Linked DNA regions of Mus musculus: all the other regions are linked to region 2. The links are chromatin contacts, called in public Hi-C and promoter capture Hi-C maps. All regions are on one chromosome and are shown on one strand. Each heading gives the region's core, a stretch centred on a gene start, on an enhancer-like site or on the middle of the called end of the contact. The rest is flanking DNA. Distances are from core to core; before and after follow the strand shown. Region 1 overlaps Cttnbp2 (cortactin binding protein 2). Region 2 has its middle 39 kb from the start of Gm23648. Region 3 holds the start of Cttnbp2 (cortactin binding protein 2).

The links. Promoter capture Hi-C pulls out the DNA fragments that hold promoters and counts their contacts. Hi-C and Micro-C count contacts between places; a contact is called where the count stands out from the background.
Region 1: a Hi-C map of cerebellum shows a contact between it and region 2, with 1.5 times the contacts expected there. The contact joins two enhancer-like sites. A contact is called at or near these places in 2 of 484 Hi-C or Micro-C datasets (cerebellar granule neurons and cerebellum).
Region 3: a contact with region 2 is called in a promoter capture Hi-C map of hippocampal neurons, with 4 times the contacts expected there. The contact joins the promoter of Cttnbp2 here to the enhancer-like site in region 2. A contact is called at or near these places in 2 of 39 promoter capture datasets (cranial neural crest and hippocampal neurons), 4 of 484 Hi-C or Micro-C datasets (cerebral cortex, hippocampal excitatory neurons and ventral hippocampal neurons), 3 of 115 datasets of contacts at active chromatin or transcription factors (embryonic forebrain, forebrain and neural progenitor cells) and 1 of 9 other capture datasets (pancreatic islet).

The regions. Positions count from the first base shown.
Region 1 is chr6:18,445,099-18,448,459 of GRCm38.p6, reverse strand. Cttnbp2 (cortactin binding protein 2) reads left to right here. Exons shown (of 23, transcript NM_080285.2): 3 at 1-212. It overlaps Gm40356 (a long non-coding RNA gene), which reads right to left. Exons shown (of 4, transcript XR_003956414.1): 3 at 826-946; 4 at 1-661. Among named protein-coding and RNA genes, the nearest start is that of Gm40356, 11 kb to the right of the region's middle. Within about 2 kb of position 1,904, at least 43 of the 459 cell types and tissues checked have an H3K27ac peak or open chromatin away from gene starts, as enhancers often do. A contact at or near this core is called in cerebellum, where this site is marked.
Region 2 is chr6:18,686,523-18,690,337 of GRCm38.p6, reverse strand. No RefSeq gene overlaps it. Among named protein-coding and RNA genes, the nearest start is that of Gm23648, 39 kb to the left of the region's middle. Within about 2 kb of position 1,452, at least 13 of the 459 cell types and tissues checked have an H3K27ac peak or open chromatin away from gene starts, as enhancers often do. A contact at or near this core is called in cerebellum and hippocampal neurons, where this site is marked.
Region 3 is chr6:18,513,557-18,517,058 of GRCm38.p6, reverse strand. It overlaps Cttnbp2 (cortactin binding protein 2), which reads left to right and starts at 2,190. Exons shown (of 23, transcript NM_080285.2): 1 at 2,190-2,404. The coding sequence starts at 2,324.

The DNA of each region.
Region 1 (3,361 bases), core at 655-3,154, 240 kb after region 2:
AGGAGGTGTTCATCCAGGAACGGTATGGGAGGTTTAATCTAAATGACCCCTTCCTGGCACTTCAGAGAGACTATGAAGCAGGTCCTGGTGACAAAGAGAAGCCAGTCTGCACCAATCCACTCTCCATCCTTGAAGCTGTCATGGCCCACTGCAGAAAAATGCAAGAAAGGATGTCCGCACAGCTGGTGGCCGCTGAGAGCAGACAAAAAAAGGTACTGAGACGTCATCTGTTTTTCCCATAATAGCAAGGAACAGCAGAACTGGCTCACATGGTAGGTGATTATTGAATATCACACTTTTAGAAATGATTAGAGTAAGTCCTTATAAGTGTATCATGTATCTAGGAATAATGAAATCATAAAAGTATGACAAAGGAATCTTTTCATGGAATGGTTACTACTTTCTTTAAAATATAGTTTTGGTGGGAGTGGGCTTCATTTATCTAGTGCAGTAAAAAGCACTTCAGCAGACAGCGCCTTCATTCTACAGTTCAGTCAGGACCCTCCGGTCATGTGCAGCATCGCCAACGTCTTTTATCTACTTAAAATACTTCTTTGTAAGCAGACATGGTGGGTTATGCCTGTTATCCTAGTACTTGGGAAGCTGAGGCAGGAGGATGCAAAGATGAGATGGTCCTGAATAATATGTGAGACTCTGCAATCTAAAACAGAATCAAAATTAAAGATGGCGTTACAAAAAGAAGTTTTTATTATTATATCTCCTGTTATTTCTTTAAAACAATGAAAGTAGCTGAAGATACTAATTGAGGCTTTGTGGGATTGTCACCAAATGTCCTCCTGAAGCCTAGGCTGATGGCAAACTCACCTCTGGGGTTTCATGGTTGCAGAACCGGAGCTGGCACATCTCTTCATTCAAACCAGGTGCTTCTCTCTCCCCAAGTAGCATGCTCCTCCTGCTTACACTTGAGTACATATTTCAAAGAAGCCTAATTTTATGTAACACACATAGCATTCAGCCATAAATAAATAGAAGTCTCTACTTTGTCTTAATAAGCTGCCAAAACCATTGTTCCCTTTCTTAGTAGTAGACCAGAGAGTCGGTTGCTCTCTAATATAATTGGAATTAAAATGTACACTCTCTTCTTGCCATCATTAAAGCACAAAGCAGTGTTTCAAAGAATTTTCTGCATCCCACATTTAGCACACGGTAGACAATAGTGTGAAACGGGCTTTACTATAAATATTTATGATACCATCATTTAAGCTGTGTGTTTTTGCTCTGGTCCTATCTTTCATTACCATATGAATGGCAATGTTCTGCTATAGAAGTGGGATAAAAACAGATCTCTTTTATCAGTATGTACATGGCGGCAGAAAACCAAAGCACCTGGTAAGAAGGTTTAAAGCAGACGGAGCAGGGTACTCAGTCCATGATGGGAAGCAAATACTCTGTGCCTGGACTCCACAAGCCCCCGACCAATCCTTCAGATAACCACCAAGGTCTCTGGAGGACTTGAAACCTCCCCGCAGACCGCACAAGCAAAGCCAGGGTACTGCAGCTGATGTCACTGAACCTCATCTATATTTCTTGGAGAGGGTACATTTCAATTATGTTCTTAACGTGTCCAATGAGCTGGATCATCACAAATGATTTCTGCTGGATTTCGTGCCGCATTATCAAAAACTTAAGAAAATATTTTGTTTTCGTTTATTATGTGATGTGTGCGATTCTCAGAATGTTACTTATAGTCTGAATTTTAGCATTTCACTTTTAAGAGAAAATAAAGGGCCCATTTGTAGTTGGATCAAAGGTTTTATTATCTAGCTGTTTTTTTTTTTTTTTCTTTCTTCTTCTTCTTTAATCAACGCACATCCTGTTTGTTTCTGAATGACTGGGTCATTTCCAACCTGGCTGGCACTGAAAGGAAATTGTTTCTGTCCTATGGGCCCTGAGAGGCTCATATAAAGCAAGCCAGTGGGCCTGCCTCCCCTGTAGAACAGGATACAAGGTTCTTTTATGGTCAGATTCATTGGCTGAGAAGTCTCAGTGAAGAGCATTTGGGTGGCGATTGCTGCTTTTTTGCGATTAAAAAATTAATTTCTTCCAGTAGATTTCTGTGTGAAAAAGACTTAAGATTTGAATTATTCTCTGTAGGAGATAAAGAAAATATTGGCTAATAAAACCAGAAACACCAAAGTTCTCTTCTCTTTTCTTTTTAAACAAGAAAATTATCTGTCACTGTTAGTGTGGAGAGTAAATATTTTAACCAAGTGCCTTCGTTCCCCTTCGTATGCAGCAAATTGGAGTTTGAGAAGTCCTTTATTCTCCTTACATCTCCTTCCTTGCTTTGCTGTGAAAAATCTGTGAAGGAAAAGGCCTCGGGTTTTGTGATTCAAGTATTTGTTATCTGAGACTGACACATCTTTTTGGTAATTCTGAGACATTTGGCGAATGTGCTGCGGTGGCTGGGCCTACGAGGACCAGAAAGAGCTCTGTGCTCATGCATGTGCTGGCTCCTGCTGAGACTACTAATAGGAGGGTTAACTGTTGGGTAATTTGTGTGCCAGAGAAATTTGGGCAGGAGTCAATTTGGCAAATAGGCTCAGCCATTTAAACCACTTTGAATAAGCTAATGAGTAGTCAGCATGGGGAATCTTGCCTGGGGTAATCTATTCCTTGCCCTTTGCCAGGAACACAGGGTGAAATGAAATTTGAGGGTCTGGGTTTTTTTTGTTTTTTGGTTTTTGTTTTTTTTTTTTAAATCTTGTTCATCATCTTTTAATAGATCTTTCATTCTAATGTATTTGGACATTTGGGAAGAAAAAAATTATGTAATTTCAAATATCTTATTGATACTTTGAAAGTATGATTTCCATCCCTGAAATAGGACGTTTGAACAAAACCTTTTGAAAATAGGCCAAAAATTCTATCTTGAGAAAATTCAGAGAAGTGGTATTTTTTTTTTTTTTTTTTTGGTTTTTCGAGACAGGGTTTCTCTTTATAGCCCTGGCTGTCCTGGAACTCACTCTGTAGACCAGACTGGCCTTGAACTCAGAAATCCGCCTGCCTCTGCCTCCTGAGTGCTGGGATTAAAGGCGTGCGCCACCACGCCCGGCAAGAAGTGGTATTTTTACCAGTTAAAAATTTAGTTCCATATTAGAGGCACTTTCTTCAAGGTGGCAGCATTCAGTTAGCACGGCCTTCACTGTGCCTCACAGAGCCAGGTATGTATTGATTTAGGCAGAAAGGGAGATTTCGATTCTTGACTGGCCTGTCATGGCTCTTGCTGATAAACTGGACACTACGGATTGCTCCTCTGTTCTGCTGGTGCTGAAGGGCTCTGGGTGTTGTTTAAGGGTCAACATGTGCCTCCTTTAGCCCTGATGTCTAAAACAGGTAC
Region 2 (3,815 bases), core at 203-2,702:
TTAGAGAATTACCTCTCCTTTGTTTGCATCAAATAATGTTTTATCTCTCTCTCTCTCTCTCCTCTCTCTCCAGTACTGTACCAGATAACCAGATCTACTTCATACATGTCTGTCTTCCTTTGCCCCTACAGTATTTTCATTCATTCTCCTCTTTGAGTCTAAAGGAACATTAATGATTTTTTAAAATATATTTTTGGTCTTTGGTGGTGAGATCTGGAAGGAGACGTAATCAAAGAAATGCCTTTAAGACAAAAATTTAAACTGAATGCTTCAAAGAATGCAAAAGGTAACAGCAGGAAGAGGAAAGTCCGCGGGGCAACATATGGAAATCACGAGAAATAAAACCTAAAGTATAGCAGGAGAAAATTTAAACAAGAGAAGTAAGTAAAGTATCTAGTGACGAATACCAGTGAGAGAACAAAGTTGAGCGGAGGAATCAAGAAAGCGAACCATGTCATTCTGTCAGGAAGAAGCAAAAGAAACCAAATAGCTAGTCAAAGCTATTGGTGGGGGCATGCCTGGCAAGTGGCAGTGAAAGCAATATGCACAGGGGAAAAGAAGCGGGTGTGAGGGCCGAGGGTGGGTGCTGGACCAGGTCACATGAGGCATTGTAAGTGAAGGGAGTGGATTTTACTCTGGGCATGCTGCTAAGATGCTGGGTTTTGTACCAGAGATGTGTCTCAATATGAATGGATAATATCGAACTCGGGGGAGCAAAGGTAGATAGACTCCAGAGGCTAGCGGAGAGACAAAAGTGATATATATCAGTAATATTTAATGACAATTTAGCCAATGGAAGTAATAAATGAAGCGTCTTAAATACTTGAGCTAAGTTTTCAAAGTCTAATATAGCTTATTAGAAACAGTTCATCAACAATTTAGAAGGTCTCTAAAAATAAGAATATCAATAATACTTGGAAATCCTTCATGCTATATTCGTCTCTTACATCCCCCCCCTCATATACATAAAAAAAAAAGCAGAGGATAATGAAGAAACCAGTGTCACAGCAGAGACCAAGTGCCTAGAAATACACTGTTGATGTCATATCTGACGTGCTGGAACTTTGCCAATATGTGCGGCCAGAAAACAGTCACAGGCCTCTATGAATTTGGTAGCACTAAGCACAGGGACACAGTATAATAACAATGTCAGAGTGGAAGGCAGGTGGAAAGCACTTGACGCTGCCGGATGCAATTATCTCAGCAGGAAAGATGCAGTCAGGTGGTAACAGTGAAATTTCAAGGTTGCATCCATAGGTGTCCCATTTAGGATCACATTTCTCAGCAGGTGGAGGCGCGAGGTTGGAGAGGTATGCAGGGTTGGGGGGAGGGGGGCGAGGGGTCAGCACAGAGGTGAGCGGTGAAGGAGTCAAAGTCCCTTCCCACTGACAATCTACCCAGTAGTTTCAACTTCACTCCAGAAGGTCCTTTGTTCTCTCTTTTGGACGTGCATCTGCTACATGACAGCTTGAGGATTCAAGCATTTGGCTTTTTCCTGCCAGGAACCATCCCTTCCTGCTAGACTCAAGGCAAGCGATTGCCAAAGTTGCCAATTAGTCTTCCCTTCCTTCCAAAGAGGTACCAGCCACATTTCCACATGAAAGGGAACATCCCAATTATAAAATCCACAAAAAATATGATGACAGGAGGGAAGTTAGGCAGTTGGGAAGAGGTGACCATTTCGGAGAAGGAGAATAGATCATAAAAATTTGAAGTCAGATGGAGTATGCCAAGAACCTAACCTAGGTCCCTGTGTGCACATTTTATCGTGGATAACAAAGCTTGCTAATGGAAAACAAAGGGAAGACCTAGTAACTACTATGTAAAATGGTTGCAGATCAGACTGACCACAAATCTATGCTGTCACTTTCAGATTATTTACAGATTTGTTTATCTTTCCACTTTTCTTATATCTCTTTTACTTTAAGTTTCTAATTTTCACATACATTATCATATGGAATTATAGCATTCAGCCAAGCTAAATTAACAAGCCACAAATTTAACTATCACTAGCACAAAGCCAAGTGACAACAAAATATCTAGGAATGTTATCGTATTAGATAAAGACACAGATACAGAAGCACTTCTCAGACAAGCCACCTCTCCTTCATGACTTGCTAGGGTGTGGTTTGCTCAACTGGCTAATGGCAGGGGGCTCCTACTTAAGTTCCTTTATGAAAGTTACTTCTGCCACAGTGATCTAAATGTGGTAGTAAGGTGGTAATCTGAAGAGCTGTTGACAGCCAGATGCAAAAGAACATGTGGGATCCATTAGACATTGGTAGAAATTACTAAATCAAGGAATTATATCTAATTGATCACCCTTTTACAGCAGTGGAGAGCCGCATCACTAGCTCCTTCTTTCAACTCTTACTGCTTCCACTGATCTTGAGATTTGGACTGCTAAATGGGAAATATAAAGGCTGTTGATAAGCATGTCTTCCTTTAAAATTGTAAACATCTAAGTATTCTTTTAGGAAGAATAAAAACTTCACATGTCATAAAATATGATATCTAGGTGAATCTCATGAAGTAGTTTGAAAATGATATTTTTAAAACGGGGAGAGGTAAGAAATAGTGAAACGATGTTGGAGAATGAAAAATAAGATGATTCTGTGCAAAATTTGGGCAGCTTTTTATACTCAAGTTAAAATTATCCTTAAAGAATATCTTTAAACTCTGAAGGCTGTCAGGCTGGGATAGATAGTGAGTTCAAGGCTAACTTGAACTACACAATGAGACATGTCTCAAAGTTGAGAGAGAGAGAGACAGACAGACAGAGAGACAGAGAGAGACAGAGGCAGACAGAGAGAGAGAATGAAAGACAGCAAAAGAAAAGAGAGAGAATCTGAAGGTAAAGCTAAGGTAGAAACAATCACAGGTTAAAGGTTATGAAATACTAATGTCAATTTACTGCAATCTAGTTTAAACTGGTTTCTCTGCAACATGGAGCCCATCAAGGTCTGAGTCTTTGCATGACATAGTTCAAGGACACATAGTATTGTTTATACACATTTGAAAGGTCAGTGACTAGTGAGAGAATTACTTTAAAGAACCATGCTGGACCTAAATAAGATTATCAGGGACAACTGACCCCCTCTTCTCCACAAAGTCACATCTATAGGGAAAGGAGCCCGTAAAAGCCCAATTCCCACACTAAAATGGGGGCTTTCTCACTGGAAGTCTGAATGGTGTCAATAGAGAGAGCATATATGAAAACAACTCTGTTAATTTCCAGATGCTCATTAAGATCACCCTTGCAAGACAGCTGGTTCGGTTTTTTTTTTTTTTTTTTTTTTTGTTTTGTTTTTTTTTTTTTTTCAGAGGAAATCATAAACGATTTCATTCCTCGAAGTGCAAGCCCCATTTCCATTGCTTGGTAAGAGGCATCCATACCGTTGGTGCTGTTAGAAAACAAGTGCCTAAATTCTTTAATGCAGAAAGATGATCCTGCCACTGACACTGTGACCCTCTAAAGCCTGAGAGCAAGCAAGAGATGAAAGGATTGTCAGCTGAGTAAAACCCTCAGTGGCGGAAAACTTCCAAGTCCTGAGTTGCTTCTACATTCATGAAAATGAACATCATAACAAAGGAGAGAGCCAGGGAACCCTTTCTGGAATACTTAAGGAAGATTGGAACATCTGAAACAGCAAGGTAACTCTCATACTCAAGATACATGCTTCACGTAAGTATTTTCTTGTATTAGTGTAGAACACCACCCCCTGTGTTTAGCTAATCATAAAATACTGTACTCTAGATACTTGTGCTTTTATCACTACTGATGGGGTCTCATCAGAGAAAATTGACTATTGAGG
Region 3 (3,502 bases), core at 941-3,440, 170 kb after region 2:
AACTGCAATAGAGACTGGCTTTGGGTAGAAGGAGTTAATTTACAATAGCCTTGGAAGCTACTGGGAGCTATGGAGAGAAATTAAAGCAAGTGTCCTCCAGTAGAGAGGCAGCTCCAGGCCAGACCACTGGAGTGGGAGTTAACCCCTCCTCCTTTGCTGCAACTGCAGGATGTTCAGTCAGTTCATAGCAATGACAGTTTTAGGATAGAAGCAAAGGCTTCTCTTTCCCATATCCTGGGTTTTGACAGTTAAAACATGTGCTCTACTTTGGTTTTTATGCCTGTAGGGTTTTTTTTTTCCATTTACATACATACACATAAGCAAGAGGGGGAAAAATACAGGAATTGACTCCTTTTTTTGACACGTATCTGTTTGGGTTTTATTTAGAATGAAACCAAGCTGTTTCTTTCCAATGATGCAGTTAAATTTTTAACGTTATTATAAAATATCTTCAAATAAATGAGGCATTTAAAAATTGAGCTGCAAGCCTAAGAACATATCTACTTCCGAGCAATAAGGGGTTTTAGATACCTCTCCTTAATTCCTAAATGAAATATATTATTTTTTTCCTCCTGCCTCTCCTTAGAAGTATGCCAGGTAATTTTTAGAGTAATAATTCAGCATCGGTATTAAGAAAACTAATGTACAAAAACAATTTTTTAAAAATAAAAACAAAATCAGGAAATATCCTTGCTTTTAATCTTAACTATTTACGATCAGTTCAAAATCTTTTACAGTCACGTGCTTTCCTTTCGCCTTAGAAGTCTAGATAGTCTCATATTGGGTAATTTCAAGAGAGCAGTTGACTAAATGAAAGCAAGTGGTGTGATGACCAAGACAGAGTACAAGCCACAGGCAGAGGAAATCAGCCAACAGTAAACAAAGGAAACTCTGTGCCTGGGTAACTTGCAGGTGGTTCCTAAGCTCTGACCCTTAACCTCGGGGCTCCAGGTGTGTTTCCTGGACTGCTCTTTCTAGGGGGAACTTTCTAGATTTTGTTGACCGATTCCTTTCAACGTCTTTGTAGAAAATATTTTCTTTGATTTCTGACAATATTCGGATCCAGTTCGGAAAATGAACAGTTAAGGTGTCAGGTCCTGTCAATGAGAGCAGGCTGGGATCTTGTTGTTTAGTCATTTTGTTTGTTTGTTTGTTTGCTTGCTTGCTTGCTTGTTTTCAAGGCTATACTCCATGTACTGAACATTCCAGTCACCCACCTTCCAGAATATCAAGCGTGGGATTGGATGGTGCGTTGATTTGGCTTCAGGGAGACAGAGTTTGAATGCCTCCATTTGATTATGTGCTTTCAATGAACAAAATTTAAAAAAAAAAAAAATGTTAGAGATCTGGAGATTTGGGGAGGTCTTTGCCATAAGGTCTCAATAAGGTGATAGATTTTCAGATTCTGGGACTTGGCAGGAAAGGATGAGAACAGAATTAGAGGCAGGAGAAGAGGAGATTAATTGCTTGGGCCTAACTCATTCATATAAACTCCAGCCATGCATTTCCATATGATCATTTTTGACAAAGGTCTGTGTGTGTATCCTTGTGTTCTCATCTGTACGAAAGAAACTCCTGTTCTCTCAAAAGTAGTAAGACATTACTGGATACCTGGTGGTTTTTCAGAACAGACCTCAGGCTTGGGGCGGGTGGTGGTGGGAGATTCCACCTTCTTTGAAAAGAAACCCGAGCAGATAGGTACCTGCGGAGGAAGGGCGCTAAAAACAGCTGGACAGGGACTTTTAGCTGTGAGTTCAGACTTTCAGTTGATGGTTTGAGAGAGAACTAGCATCGAAGATGCGATAAAACAAAGCCGGGTGTACAAACCAAGAGGATAGACGTGTCCAGGCGACAGGGGCTGGCAAATATTAAGGAAGGCACCTCATTGGAGCTAGTGGAAGTGAGGGACAGTTGCTCAATTTTAGATTTATTTCACATCCAGGAGTCTGGCCTCCAGATCGGCTTGTGCCCCACTGTCTAAGCAAAGATTTTGGCCAGCCCGTCGCCTCGAGGGAGGAAGCTTGCTTTCTTTTGCATCCCCCGGTGTTTGGTCCCCTCGACACCAGCGCGAGGCCGCGCATCTCTGGTGCTGGTTCTTGGTCCCGTGGGAGCGACTGGGCTAGCGGGTGGGCGGGGCGCCGCGTCTCCAGCGCGCACAGGGTTAAGCGGCAGGGGCGGCGCGGAGAGGCGGGAGGGGGCGGCCGAGCTCCCGGGCTGAGAGCGCGGCGGCCACAGCCAGCAGCGGGTTAAGTACCGCCCGCGCCGAGAGAGCTGAACCCCGCCGCCGCTCCGAGCTCGCATTCGGATCCGCTAGAGCAGGAAGATGGCGACGGACAGCGCGAGCTGCGAGCCCGACTTGTCCCGCACCCCGGGTGACACGGAGGGGGCCACGGCGGAGGCGGCGGTAACCGAGTTCCCTGGGCGCGGGGAACCGCGTAGACGCGGGCTGGGGTTGGTGCCAGGGTCCCCACTGGACACTCCCCTAGGGGTGCCCGGTCCTTTCCTGGGATGCCTTGTCTTTCTCTAGGGTGCTCCTTTAACTCCCCGAGGTCTCCCTTCCCAAGGGTTTCCCTTCCTTCTCCAGGATATCCCCTCTCTCCTGTTCCTCTTCCCTTGATTACCCATTCCTTCCCCGGGGTGTGCCCTTCGTGTGTCCCTTCCCCGTAGTGTCCCCAGGGCCAGAAGCGGGCTCAAGTGGGGAAACGCCAGCCCCCACCCCCGGGTACTAGGGGCCTGTCGGTCCTTCTGGACACCACACGCGTCCCTGGTGACCCCTTTGCTCACTCGCGGGGTATCTCAGTCTCCATTGTTCACCTCTCCGGGGTGCGGAGCGAACGCCAGTCTCGGGGTGCCTGACACCTCTCAGGGGACCTGGGGTAGCAGAGGCGGGAAGGTGAACCATCGCTAGGCAGGTGTGGGGATGCTCTTTGTGTGTGTGTGTGGGGGGGGGGGGGGCTCATGTGTCTTGGGGAGACTGGTGAGAGAGGCCCCGTAGCGCCTGCACTTTGGGTACTAGCTGACTGCCACTCGCTCAGTCATCTGTAGGGACCTTCTTCCCTAGCTAAAGCGGGATTGAACTGGGTTTTCTGAACCCGGTGTCAAAACATTGTTCCCTTTCCCTGGCGCCTTGACTTGCTTAGGCTCGTACCTGCTCCCTTCTTTGATACTCTAAATGTCTGCATGCACAGACATTCTCTTCTTACCCTGCTGTGGGGTCTTGACCCACAAAGCCAGGTTGGAAAATATTTGCAGGTTGAGGAAGCAGCTCTTGCTAAAGCTGCAAAGACCTGCAAAGAAAGACAGGTCTGGGAGCGCCTCCCACTCTTGGCCAAATCCAACAGCTCTTTTGGAGGAGTGGGACTGAGTGAGCTGAGTATCGCATGGACAACCCCTCAGTGTCTTCCACCTCCAGATCCAAATCCGGGTCTGGGCAGCAGAGGGCAGGAACAGATGTAAACAACCTGAGCTGTTGAATTTCCTCCCACCTCTGGCTTGGAACGAA